Linked DNA regions of Gossypium hirsutum: region 1 is linked to region 2. Evidence: chromatin contacts called from public Hi-C data. All regions are on one chromosome and are shown on one strand. The core of a region is the stretch at or near the end of the contact, and the rest is flanking DNA. Distances in the headings are between cores, read along the strand shown.

Region 1 (2,700 bases), core at 193-2,692, 960 kb after region 2:
AATTTTCCAAAGCCAAATAATCATTACAAATCTAATTCACATACACTCAATTACATAAGTTCATGTGTTACCATATAATTTCATATACATGCATTGATTATGTGACCAAATACATAAATTCCCATACATATAATTAATACTCATTCCAATAATTTTCACAAGGTTAAATACCCATACCTAGTTCACAAATAATCCTCATTTGTAGTACACACAATTTGTAATGAGTATCAATTTACACACTTACCTTATTTTAAATAAACCTCAAGCTAATTCATACCTGGTCATTTAGCTCGTTTTACACACTCGAATACAACTTATCTTTGCCCGATGAACCATTCGGAGTTGGATAGGACACTTGGTTAATCACATAAATCGTACAATGCCAACGTCCCAGACGTAGTCTTACATGTAACCACATATCGATGTCACTGTCCCAGATAGGGTCTTACTCGTAAACACATATCGGAATCACATATCGATGCCATGGTCTTACTCGCACACATATATTGAAATCCTGTGTCATGACATATGTATCCTAACTATTCCTAAGGTTCATACGGGGCTTTCGAACGTCATAACTCGGTCGAATCGAACTCGGAAGTGTAGTAGTCAAATTTAATCATTTTCGGCCATAGCATATTAAAATTCTACATTTCATAACAGCATATAAATATAACATTTAATTACCAAATAAACAAGTCTTTTTGCTTATAAACTTACCTCGGATGTCGTAAAATGGGACGGGGCTGCTAGTCGACAACTTTCGTTTTTCCCCGGTCCAAATCCTATTTCTTTATTTCTTGATCTTGAATTTAGCTTGCAAGATGGCCGAACCCTATTTCTTTTTCTTTTTCTTTGGTTATTTTGATATTCGGCTAGTAGAAAGTATGAACACATTATGATTTGTCTTATTATTTTATAATATACTTTATATTATAACATTTTATTACATAAGTTACTATTTTACCCTTACTTATTATTATGTATAAATTGCTTTCTAATAGCCGAATGTGTCCATGCAAGTATGTAAAGGTGTATTTGCATTATAGGTGTTTCCATTAATAAAGACAATAGCAATTAAGTACTTTCACATTTAACCACTAAATTTTTATCTTACGCGATTGAGTCCTTTTATTTAATCGAACACCTAAATGATCAAATTAAATCACGAAAATTTCAAAGATATAAATTCACACAAAATAAACACAGAAAATAATTTTTAAATATTTTTTGACTCGAATTCATGGTCCCGAAACCACTGTTCTGTTTAGGATCTTAATTGGGCTGTTACAATTTTGGTGGTCTAGAAGGCAAGATTGGAGACGTGAGTTTAAGAGAAGAAGATTTGGAGGCTACCAAGATGGTTAAGAAGTCCGATAAGGCAGGAGTGGCTAATAAACCTAGAGGTTCAAGTAGTGGGTTTACTAAAGCAAAAGGGAAAGAGGTCTGAATAGGTGGTGGGCTAAAGCCAACTCTAATATCCTCAAGCCTTTTAATAAAATGGGTTCTGCTGGGTAGAAAAGTAATCCTTTTGATGATAGATCAAATATGGGGCCTGTGGTTTTAGAAAAGGATTTGGATTCTTTCCAATTATAATCAACAAGGTTTGTCTTAAATTCTAATAGAAATGTTGCCATCAAAATTGTGAACAAACCAGGTAGTTCAATAGATTTAGAGATACAAAGCTGAAATTATAATGCAATTGTGAACTGGAATTTGGGGGAAAACTTTGGTCAAAGATCGATGGAGGTTATTAACAAAGCTTCTGGCGAAAGAGAGAGATGTACTTGGATTATTGATTTTGTTGATGATTTTTCAATTGTTCCGATAGTAGCAGCCATGGAGGAAATTATACATGGATTGTCGAAAGAGGTCGAAAAAGACACTAGTATGAAAGGAGGAATTTCTTATGTGATTGGGTCAAAGACTAGGCCTTCTATAAATGTTGTGAATTCCTGAGATGATAGATATTTTTTTTACAATTTTTTTTTTATTTTGTGGGTGATGGTTCCAGACTTACATTTATTTTTTTGGAATGCTCAAGGGTGTGGTCACCCCTGCTTTCATAGTTTCATGAAGAAATATAAGAATGAGGTTCGGCCAAATATTGTTGCTATTTTCGAAACTAGGATAAGTGGATGTAAGGTGGATATAGTTATCGCAAAATTTGGTTTTGATAATTCATTCAGAGTGGAAGCTTCTAGTTCCGTGGGAGGTTTGTGGATTCTCTGGAATGATGATTTTGGTGTGGAAATTTTGAATCTTCACTCTTAGTTTGTTTATATGCATATCTCTTTTTTTTTTCTACTATTTATGCTAGCCTTCATCGCAGTTCAAGGGCTCAATTATGGGTTAAACTAAGTCAAATCTCGACTATAGTGCAAGAACTTTGGTTGATTGCGGGAGATTTTAATGCTATCTTAAGGGGTCATGAGCAGAAATGAGAGTCTAATATGCGAAAAAATAGTTGTAGCCATTTCAGATCCTTTGTCTTTGATAATGGTTTATATGATTTGAGATTTCAGGGACCTTATTTTACATGGAATAGAGGCAATTTATTTAAGAGACTGGATAGATCTCTTTGTAATGATTTTTGGCATTCCTTTGCGCCTAACACCATTGTTCGCCATTTGTATAAACTAAAATCAGACCATCAACCTTTTGTTGTCTCAGAATCTTCAACAAAGACTAATAATGGAG
Region 2 (2,700 bases), core at 67-2,566:
GATAATTGTTAAAATTATTTAAATTCATTACAACGTCATTCTTTTAATTATATTGCTACAAAGTGATTTTTTTTAATTTTAAAATGTCATCAACAAATTTAACCAAAATAATTTAACAATGTTAATATTAGACCTTAATTTTGAAAATTGAAAAATAAAAAGACTAATTTTTAAATTGATTCTTAAACACAAATCCGGATGTTGACTAACATTTTTCTTTTATTTTTATTAAAGACAATAAATGCGTTGGGTAAATTATTAAAATAATCATTTTTATTTCTCTCATGTTATATTTTAGTTATTTATATTTGAAATATTATATTTTAGTCATTTACGTTATTGTGTTGTAACATTTTAGTCATCGAGCATTAATTTCCGTTAACAGTGTAACAATAAGCTGAGGTGGCACATTAAATTATCATTTGAAACGAAAATTTTAGGTTAAATTATACAATTGGTCTTTATATTTTTTCCGTTTTGAGCAATTTAATTTTTTTCCTTTTATGTTAAAGGAGATGAAGAATGGAGGAAAATAGAAGGAGAAGCAGAAGAGAATGAAAAATAAAAAACATAAAATAATTTTTTGTGCTCAAAAACAAAAAAAATATATGGGAATCAATTGTTTAATTTAACTTAAAATTTTTGTTTGAAATGATGATTTAAAGTGCCACATCAGCTTACCGTTACACCGTTAATGATAATTAACGGTTTAGTGTCTAAAATGTTACAACACGTTAATGTAAATGACTAAAACGTAACATTTTAAATATAAATAATAAAAATATAATTTAAAGAAACAAAAATAACTGTTTTAATAGTTTACTTAATAAGTTAATTATTCTTATATAGTGAGTTGTATAGAAATGTTTAGAATTTTAAAGAGTTTAATCTATGATCTAGTTTTTAAAATATTTTAATTAAATTTTAAAAATATTAATATTACAAAAATTCCCTTTCATTAAGTTTGTCATTTAATATCATCTTAAACTCAACATGGAGCATACATATGATAAAATTGTTAGCAAGTATATACCTATTAGATGAATAATTTAGAATTTACATGTTAAAGAAAAAATAGCTCTCTTAAATTTTGTTGATGTTGTCTACTTTAATATATTAGATTCATGCTATTCATGTGATGGGTACATATACTTTACAATTTAACTCAAACGTATTTTAAGTATGTTTGACATTATATTCGAATTGCTATTAAACACCTAAATTGAGGATTAGATTGAAATATTTTAAAATTTAGAATTTAAATGAAGTTTGGTGACGATTACATTATCAGATGTGAACGTTTGAAAACGTGAGCAGTTTGGCTTTAACACCCAACAATCCTCCAACACGTCTACTGTTTTATGATCACAGGTAAGAACCATCGCTCTATTACAATAATATCTTGTTCTGTCGTTACGTATTATTGCCTCAAAAGTGATGAAAGTTGAAAAGAATGGCGGAAATTTCCATGTGATTAGTACTTTATTTTTTGCCAATAAAATTATTTTCTATGCACTATATAAAGTACCTTAGCCAATTTTCCTCATCACCATCGTCTGCTATTCTTCACAAAAAAGAAAAGAAAAAATACAGTGAAAATGGCAACCCTTAAGGTTCCAGCTCATGTACCTGCCCCTTCTGAGGATGCTGAGCAACTTCGTAAAGCTTTTGAAGGTCTTTCTTTATCTTTTCTAAAATGGATATTTGATCCGTCTCTCTTTTTTTTTCTTTTAAAAAGTGAAGATGCTCCCTTTTACTTGATTTGTTGTTGTTGACCTGATACATTGTTTTGGATCATGGGTTTTATTTACTTTGACTGATCGGCTCTCTTCTTTCCTGGTTTCATCTTTCATGTTTTGTTATCTGTCTTTTGTGTTATGATTTCTGGAAGTAGGTGATGTGATTTGATGAGACTAAAGGGTTTTTTTTTTCTTCTTATTCAAAGGGATCTTTTTTTTTTTAAAAAAATTCTAAGAATGAAATTTGACTGAACTCTGATAATGTATTTTCTGATCTGATCTGATAACTGTTGTTTTCTTAAACTGACTGTATTTTATCACCATCTCTGCACTTTGAATGACCATTGTAATTTTGGGATTACATGGGAAGGGGATTGTTGAACCAAACATTTCTGAATGAATTTTGGCTTGATTTGAAGTAAGGTTAGAAGGGTACTTGGGACTTGGATTATATTCCTAGTTTCATCAGATTCACCTTTGCGAAACAAATCATTGGGATCTTGTATAGTAATCTAGCTTTTGTTTGCTGCAAGACCATCATTTATGGGTATGAAATAATGTTTAGATTTGTGCTATTTTGGGTGTAAAAATTGATTACTCACATTAATTTTTGCTGGTGTTTTGCAGGATGGGGTACAAATGAGCAATTGATTATCGACATATTGGCTCACAGGAATGCAGCTCAGCGCAATTTGATTCGTAAAACTTATCGTGAAGCTTATGGGGAAGATCTCCTTAAGTCTTTGGATGAGGAACTTTCAAGTGACTTTGAGGTGAGGTTTTGACTTTCATTTTTCTTAATCTGGTTGATGATATCACAACATTTTACATGGCCGAGTTATCTAATATGGAATAAGTATGATGATGTTTGGCTTTGGCGTGCAGTCTTTGTAGTTCACTAGAAAGTGAGATGAGTATGATTATTTTGACTTGGGTACTTTTGTTCCCCTTTTGAAACTCG

Evidence for each region. A called contact is a pair of places that touch in the nucleus more often than the background predicts.
Region 1: a contact with region 2 is called in a Hi-C map of leaf, with 2.2 times the contacts expected there. The contact joins the enhancer-like site here to the promoter of LOC107898581 in region 2. A contact is called at or near these places in 2 of 34 Hi-C or Micro-C datasets (both in leaf).

The regions. Positions count from the first base shown.
Region 1 is chrA11:48,077,244-48,079,943 of Gossypium_hirsutum_v2.1, forward strand. No RefSeq gene overlaps it. Among protein-coding and RNA genes, the nearest start is that of LOC107897318, 8.6 kb to the right of the region's middle. Within about 2 kb of position 1,443, at least 6 of the 9 cell types and tissues checked have an H3K27ac peak or open chromatin away from gene starts, as enhancers often do. A contact at or near this core is called in leaf, where this site is marked.
Region 2 is chrA11:47,112,993-47,115,692 of Gossypium_hirsutum_v2.1, forward strand. LOC107898581 (annexin D2) reads left to right here and starts at 1,317. Exons shown (of 5, transcript XM_016824087.2): 1 at 1,317-1,674; 2 at 2,367-2,512. The coding sequence starts at 1,599.